Regions from separate parts of the Sus scrofa genome. Here region 1 is linked to region 2. The links are chromatin contacts, called in public HiChIP or PLAC-seq maps. All regions are on one chromosome and are shown on one strand. The core of a region is the stretch at or near the end of the contact, and the rest is flanking DNA. Distances in the headings are between cores, read along the strand shown.

Evidence for each region. HiChIP or PLAC-seq counts read pairs in DNA pulled down with a chosen protein or histone mark.
Region 1: a contact with region 2 is called in an H3K27ac HiChIP or PLAC-seq map of alveolar macrophages. The contact joins the promoter of DCBLD1 here to the promoter of NUS1 in region 2. A contact is called at or near these places in 1 of 47 Hi-C or Micro-C datasets (heart right ventricle) and 1 of 2 datasets of contacts at active chromatin or transcription factors (alveolar macrophages).

The regions. Positions count from the first base shown.
Region 1 is chr1:44,371,789-44,375,821 of Sscrofa11.1, reverse strand. It overlaps DCBLD1 (discoidin, CUB and LCCL domain-containing protein 1), which reads left to right and starts at 2,110. Exons shown (of 15, transcript XM_005654388.3): 1 at 2,110-2,339. The coding sequence starts at 2,228.
Region 2 is chr1:44,183,383-44,187,803 of Sscrofa11.1, reverse strand. It overlaps NUS1 (dehydrodolichyl diphosphate synthase complex subunit NUS1), which reads left to right and starts at 1,580. Exons shown (of 5, transcript XM_001928072.7): 1 at 1,580-2,209. The coding sequence starts at 1,795.

The DNA of each region.
Region 1 (4,033 bases), core at 861-3,360, 190 kb before region 2:
TTAATGGAAAAATTATAATGCATTATTTAAAAAATCAAAATGGTATCAAGAATAAAGCATGTATACATGCCTAACATAAACGTCTGCGTGGTGGAAGTATACCACCACAGGCTTATTTAATTACATACAAAAATATAATTGATAATCTGGTTGTAGTTTCACATTTTTCTTTCACTATGCTTTTCTTGACTAGAAATTTTCTTTTCTTTTCCAAGAAAAGAATGACATATGAAAACGCTAGTATCCACCTGGCCTTTTTGTTTTCTCAGTTTTGCCACATCCTAAATCTCTCCCCTGGTCTGACTTAGGATTTTGGCATAGAAGAGATGGCTGGATTCCCATCAAGGTATTACTTGAGATGGAAAAGGTCCCCCCCACAACCAGCTCACCTGCCCCCACCTTATGAATTCCTCACTGGTGAACAATGTTTCCATTGTCTTTCTTCATTCATCACCACAGAGCCACACCTGTTAGAGACCAGCAGCTGCCCATACCCACCTCCTTAAAAAGAATGAAAAGGAGAGGGAAAGCTGGAGTTAGGAAATGATTCAGTGACTTTTATGTTTTGTATGCAAGGATAATTAATATGTTCATGGTGTGAATTGCTTTCAATACAAATACGCTAAACCTTTTATTGAGGACCTCTTGTATGCCAGGACTTCAGGCAGTGGCTGATCCTAGATTCAGACTTGGATTGGCCTCATTTCTAAAGACCACGTTAAGTTCTGCCCCCTTGGAGAAAGCAAAATCCCAACGATAATCTCATTTGAAATTTCAGCATTGTTTGTATTTAGTTTGAAACACAGAGGGAAAAGGGAATGCATGTATGAACAGAGTCTATTGAGGGTTTCTAAAGAGCATGTGACGGGCCAATATTGGACCTGGGAGGGGCTGTTGTTTGCTCCCCGCCTCCAATACTTCCTCCCTCTCGGCATCTGCAGGTATAACTGTGGCGCTTGTTACCCAGGAAAACTGCAGGGCGCCGAGCTGTAGCGCGAAGGTTGTGGCACTGAGTGGAGGGCTAGCGATCTGGAGACGTCACAGTATTTAAAATATCTATTTTATCTGTCCTCAGTCATTTCCACGGCTACTTCCCCATTCAACTACTCGCTAAGAGCCTTGTAATTCCCTCTTTCCAACCTGCCTCCCTCCAAGCCCTTCTCCGCTCCCAAGACAATCAGTGTTACTCCTCCTGAGCCTTCCTTGGCTGTTCGTTAATCGGGGGATAAAGTTTAAACATCTTTACGCGGCCTTCCATGGCTCCCCCCCGCCCCCCACGTTCCGGCCAGTGCTCTATGCTCTGGCTTCTACCTCTGGCCATTCTTCCACCTGTTTGCCTTGCTCCGGCTACGAGGGCCTTTTCCCCTCTCAGCTCTTTTGCATACCGTGTCCGTTCGTTCTCTTGTCCCCCGCCCTCGCTGTTTTCCCAAGTCCCATTCACTCTCACATAAATGCCGCTTTTTAGATGAGGCTTCTTCTGACTTCTACCTGCAGTCTCGTCACCTGCCATCTAATTAGGTGTTACTGAATGTGCTCCACTAGCACTTTTCATCACCGATTGCAATTTGCATTGCATACTTGCCTGATTATTTTCAATGTCGGCAAGTGTCACAAAGTTTAGCACCGTGCCTGGGAGGCACACTTTTGGAACCTCGTAACTTTTGAATGAATAAATGGAGGAACTTGGACTAGATCTTGTCACCATCATCATCCTATGGTGACAGTATTTCGAGTTCCCCAGTGCTACTGTCAAGGGCATGCCAAAGCCCTGGAGGAGAGTAGCCTTTCTGGCGCGCTCACCACGCGCTCAAGCACTCGGGGGAAGACCCAGGCAGCTCCGGACAGGTCTGAAGGCCAGGAGTCCTCGTGGCTCCCAGGTTCACGTGCACTGGGGGAGAAGGGGCGGAGGAAAAGGGAGGAGTGAAGCAGCGAGCGCCGGGTACTTAGAGGGGAGCGCAGACGGCGCCCGGTACGCCTCCGCCCTGGCGGCCAGCCGCCGCCCGGGAGCGACTTCCTCCTCGGGGGCTGGCTAGCAGGGCGGAGCGGGAGACGCCCCTGACGGGCTGGGCCCCGGGCCGCCCCAATGAGATTCGGTGCCGGCCCGAGGCTGCGTCCAGTCCCGGCGCCGCGCTTGGCCGCGGAGGAGGCGGCCCGGCCCGGGCGGCGGCGGCGGCGCTGCGCGCGCCGAAGGAAAACGGAGCCTGCCAAGGTGGCGCCCGGCAGGGCCATGGTGGCCGGCGCCCGCGGCGGCTGCGCGACGGCGGGGGCTGCCCGGCGGGGCTTCCTGGCTCTGCTGCTCGCGGTCTCCGCGCCGCTCTGGTTGCAGGCGGAGAAGTTGGGTGAGTGGAGCGCGGCGGGCGGGCGGCGGGCTGGGCCTGTAGGGACCGCGCGCGGGAGGAAGTCGGAGTAGCCGCTTGCGCCCTGTGGAGTCCGGCTCTCTCTGGGCGGCAGCAGTTCGAGTATAAAATAAGTTACTGCGCTCCGACTGCTCCCCACCAAACTTACTCCTTAGCCCCCAAACAGGAGAGTCAACTTGGCCCTCCCCGCCCTCTCTCTTTGCAGCCCCTCTCATTTAATTTCCAGACTTCCTGACTCCGCCGCCCCCCGGAGAAGTGACTTGGCCTAGGGGGCGCGAGCTGACGACCCCGGCCGCCTTAGGCGAGAGTCCTGTACCGGAGTCCTAGCCTCCTTTTGACAGAGCTGCCTAGCACTTGGGGCGGCCGGGCCATCCCGGTCGCCTCTCGCCCCTGCGCGGCTGGAATCCTAGCGTGTGCGTTTGCGGCTTGCACTGAGTGGTCGGGAAATGATTTCCCGAGGTCTGCCGGGGAAGCCAGCAGCCCCACCGCGCCGCCTCCCACGAGTGAGCTGCTTGCGTCCCAACTCGGAACCCTGTGGCTCGGTTCCTTCTTGGGCGTTTGAGTGAATCAGCTCCCGACTAGGCTGATCTTTCTATGGACCTGGTCCTTGGTTTCAAGTTGGACCTAATTAGTCCACAGTCGAGTTTACTGAGGTAAATCCACCAGATGAAAGCAGTAAGCCGTTTTACCAGCCGTAGGCAGATCGTTTTAATTCTTTATTGATCGCAAGGGGTAGCTTTGTGCTGGGTTTTCAGTTCTTGTTTCCCTCCTCCCCTACTTTTGCCCCTCTACAATGGAGGTTACTGAATGGCAGTGCATTTATCCAGAATATTTCGATTGCCTCCCCTCCCCCGCCCCGTGCCTTCTAATGAGACAAAAATCAAAACTAAGCCAAATGCTGCCATTTTTTCCCCCTGAACCATGTATCCGTTTCCAGTCTGAAACATTGATACTCAAGATGTTGGTAGTGCTTCCTAAATTAGCCTCCATACCGATTTGTTAGGAAAAGAAAAAAAAAAAAAAAAGGCAGTTTAGACAAAATATTTTGGCACTGTAGCAGAATGCTAGACGTTTCGTAAAATATTGATAAATATGTATGCTTTTATTAAATATGTAGGATTTTGATATGGATCTTTTAAGCACTTAAAAAATGTTTCTCAAGTCACTGTTTGAAGATGCACTTTCAATATTGTACATCTATGAATAGAGCCACCTATATATATGTCCCTGTACTAATCTGGCGGAAACTGTCCTCCATTTTTTCCCCAGTGAAGTTTCAGATGCATCCAGGCTGTTAACTGAGTGCTTTATAGAGTAGTTCTCTGGGAAGAAGTGTGATTGCTTAGATTCTTAGAGCTTCAAATTTGAGACTTGACTGCACATGATTGTTGGAAAAAGATGTTGTCATGTTTCCATGAAGCATCCTATATATTTAGGATGTTAAATATTCAATCAGAAGTAAAACTTAGATTTGGCACATTTACTGGGAAAAATCTCCTAGAGACTTGAGTTTTGACACCTCTTGAGTGAAGAGGCATGATCAATGGTTTTTGAGTATATCTCACATCTGTGTGATTTTTCCAGTTAGCCCTTGGTCTCTTCTTTTTCAAGCTTCCATAAATTTAAGCATGTACACCCACTTTAGGTTTGGAGATATGCTACTGGATATGTAGTTG
Region 2 (4,421 bases), core at 331-2,830:
AAAGTGCCACATTTTATTCCTTTTTTTGGAGGAGGGGGGAATAACAAAATAAGAAATCATTCAGAAAAGAAAGAAGTTCATAAACTTCTTTGGATTGAATGTATATACATATATCAGGACACCATAGTGCAGTTTTCCTTTTATTGTCCCAGAATTGTGGTTGACAATAAAAGGCAATGAATGAATCTGCCTCCTTCTCAGTGCAGAATTCCAGGCAGAAATGGGAGCAACCCCTGGGCATTGTCATTCCTAGCCTACTAGATGCCAAAGAAGAGAAGTGGGCTTCCTTCTCTTCCCGGAGTTCCCGTCGTGTCTCAGGGGTTAACGAATCCGACTAGGAACCATGAGGTTGAGGTCTTGCTCAGTGGTAAGGATCCAGCATTGCCGTGAGCTGTGGTGTAGGTTTCAGACGCGGCTTGGATCCCGCGTTGCTGTGGCTCTGGCGTAGGCTGGCAGCTACAGCTCCGATTGGACCCCTAGCCTGGGAACCTCCATATGCCTCGGGAGTGGCCCCCAAAAGGCAAAAAGACAAAAAAAAAAAAAGAGAGAGAACATCAGAGAAATGTGGCAAGTTGTCAGCTGGGGATGGGCGCGCACGCGGGGGCAGGGGTGTCTGTGGAGTATGTAGCCTAATTTCTTTCTTTCTTTCTTTCTTTTTGCTTTTTAGGGCCGCACCTGTGGCATGCGGAAGCTCCCAGGCTAGGGGTCCAATCCGAGCTACAACTGCCGGTCTATGCCACAGCCACAGCAACGCCAGATCCTTAACCTACTGAGCGAGGCCAAGGACAGAACCCGAAACCTCATTGTTCCTACTCTGATTCATTTCCACTGTGCCAGGACAGGAACTCCAGATTGGCTGTGTAAAAACGATGATACCACACTTTACATCAAACAGAGATGGTGGCTGAGGTCAATCGAGCTGGTAGTTACAATCGCTGAATGAATGAATGAATGAATGAATGAATGAAATGACTGGAGTGACTGGAGTGGCAGGCGATGGAGCTCTCTTTTAAGTACTAAGCAATGAATAGCCTGTAAGGATACCATTTGGCGAGGAATGGCGTGGGCAGAAAGCAGTGTTTCAGGAAGATTACCTTTAATTCAGGAACAATATCCTCATTGCCATTCTTGGAAGAATTAGCCTCAGCTAAAAGGTTTGACCAAAGACCTCTCTACAGGACACACTTTTTTGCCTCAGCATACATTTCCTTTTGGAAACCGTGGTTGACCTCCAGCACCAACACTTACTGAGGGCTACTTTTTTACCCTCAGGTTCTTTCCGGCATTTAAAATTTCCAATCCATCTGAGCCATTTTCACTCCATGGGAGCCGTTTCCCGTTTCTGGCGAGTCTGCGAGAACAGACAGTATAATAAGACTCCCAGGACCCAACACCCAGTCCAACTAAGAAGACCCGCTCGGGAGGGGGAGGGTGGGATCCTGCTCCTCACCCTCCACACTTGTAGGGGGCGCTGTCCGTCCTCCGCCCATCTAGTTCGCAGGCGCACGCCCTCCCTCCAGTCGTCAGGCTAGGCCACATCCTCCGACCTAGAGGCCGCGTCAGAGTTCCACGCCGACCAATCAGAACTGTCCATGTACTAGCTGGGGCGGGGCTGCCGAGGTAGGAGGAAGATGGCGGCGGGGGCGAGATGAGGTGTTGGCAGTAGAAAGGGGTTCGGCTGCGGGGGGCGGGGAACGCGGAGCAATGGCCCGCGCCGGCCGCAGGGCCGGATAAAAAGCGGTCGCGCCGCGGGTGTGGGAGGGAGAAGGGAGGACGCCCGGGCGCCACGAGAGTATGACGGGGCTGTACGAGTTGGTGTGGCGGGTGCTGCACGCTCTGCTCTGCCTGCACCGCACGCTCACCTCCTGGCTCCGCGTTCGGTTCGGCACCTGGAACTGGATCTGGCGGCGTTGCTGTCGCGCCGCCTCCGCCGCGGTCCTAGCGCCGCTCGGCTTCACGCTCCGCAAGCCCCCGGCTGTCGGCCGGAACCGCCGTCACCACCGGCATCCACGAGGGGGGTCGGCCTCGGCCGCCGCCCACCCACGACTACGCTGGCGCGCGGACTGCCGTTCTCTGGAGAAGCTGCCTGTGCACATGGGCCTGGTGATCACCGAGGAGGAGCAGGAGCCCAGCTTCTCGGACATCGCAAGCCTCGTGGTGTGGTGTATGGCCGTGGGCATCTCTTACATTAGCGTCTACGACCACCAAGGTGAGGCCTGGAGTGGCGATGCCGGGGCGTCTGTGGCCACAGGGACCGCACCTCCCGCAGGTGTACTTGGGGCGCGCCGTTCACCGCAGTTCTCCCGGCTCCGCGAGTTTACCTGTTCCGAAACTCTTAAGGGCAAATTAGGGTGCTAGCGCTTTCGAGGAAGGGAAATAGGCTTAATTGCACACCTATTAAGTCCCTGATTCGCTTTCAGTCGCTTTCTGTGTATTTAAAAATATTTCTTATTCGTTATAACGTCTCAAGAAGGTGGGTAATGTTTGTATACCCTTGTTTCACAACTGAGGGAGCCGAAATCAACAGAACTCACTGATTTGACCAAAGTTAGAAAGGTAGTAATAGGATTGAAATTTTAGCCAGTCTGTGCTTTTCCTCAGTTTTAGCTTTTTGTTACACCGATGTGGTTCTTCAGAGAAGCTCAAGGCACTGTTGGTAAATCACAGCAAGCTGAGGAGGATTTATGTCTAAGCTCAGTGGTTGGGGACAGGTGGCATTTGAAGTGGGCTTATGAAAAGTACGTGGGAGACTGGATAAGAAGAAAGGAAAGTGGTCACTTTCTGTCATCAGAGGTCTGGGATGATGTGGGATCCTCGATCTCTAGTGGCCAAGGCAGTACTTGACACAGTAATTGTCCTCCCATAAGTTTTAGTTGAGAAAATTTTCACCATAGGGAATTTCTGCAGCTACAAAAATTCAACATTTATGGGGAAGCTACAAATCTAAACCACAGTGCTTGGCATCTGCTTGAGATTCTTACATTTAATTCCAAGGACTCTAGACTTGTGGGGAGTAGACACACACTCACATGAGTGGCATGCTCAGTAATAAATGTTAGGAGTGAGTAACTGCTGTGAGAAGGGGGAAGAGAAATTCTGAATGGAGGAACTTGAGAAGTTAATGGAGAGGAGAGGAGATTTAAGCCAGACATTGAAAGAATGAGTAGGAGATAAGGCTGGGGAAGGCTCTGAATGTTAGCTTGGGTTTCAGTTAAATCCTGAAAGCACTGGAAATTCCTAAGAGGGAAGAGTGATTTAGGAGTATTGGTATGAAAGAAGGAAAACTAATGTTTTAGTTTTTGTTCAATAAGTTACTGGTGTGCTTTGCAATTTGGTTTTTAATCTTTAAATCTTTGTCAGATAGGCAGGTGTAAGTGTGAGGTTTTGTTAGGTTAGATTGAGGTCAGATAGTAATTCTTAGAGGGTATTAGAGTAATCTTTGGTTGACTTTTCACCTTCCTTGCAGCCAGCAAGGAATATGATGACTAAGTAGCCTGTCATCATCAAGTGATAATTTACCTTGTAAGGTAAAGTAAATACACTCAGGGGCTGACCTTTTATGAAACTTGACAAAGAACTTGACAGACCAGTAGAAATCACAAGACTGTTAAGAGGTGACACAATCTTTGCTTAAGAAATACTGTCTGGGGGGGGAAATAAGCGAAGCAGAAATGGGAATTAATTAAAGCCATTGAGTAGTGTGGTGAATTGACTTTTAAGTGAATCAGTTATGTCCCGGTGGTGATTTTTTTAACCTTTTGGTAGGGAAGGAAAATGAATAGATAAATATAGTTTCACTTGGTGACTGTGCCTCCTAACACAGATTATAATATTGCCACACTTTCTTGTTCCTCTAACTCTTGTTCCTGAATTGCTGATGTGATTCAGAAATATCCTATGTCATAGCACAAAAAGAAAAATGATTGGTAATGAAAAGGAAGAAGTCAAGCTAATCAGATATTGAGTGATAACCGAAAGGAGTTTTAGGGAACATTATCGGTGCAGGTTCACAGCATTTTGTGTTCTACTGTAAAAGCAATTTTAATTCTTTTTGTAAGGGCTAAGGGATTTTTAATTTCCTTGTTTGAAATAAGAGTCTTTCAATTTACTGATTCTTGGTTTTGATTGGTTGATGCATTTGTTTTACTGTTGATAATTGGGCATCTATTAAGTATCAGATACTGTTCCAGGCATGAGGGTGCAGCAGTGAAAAAGAAAAAATTCTGTGCTCATGGAACTTACATTTTAGTGGAAATCTGACAAATATTATAAATGACTAAAATGTATTAGACCAGAATGCAATGAGGAAAAATAAAGCAGGAGAATGGGAGAGGAATTTTGAAAATCAGTGGTGGAGTAGGGGTGAATTTTATTTTATTTATTTTTTGGTCTTTTTAGGGCCACAGTTGTAACATGTAGAG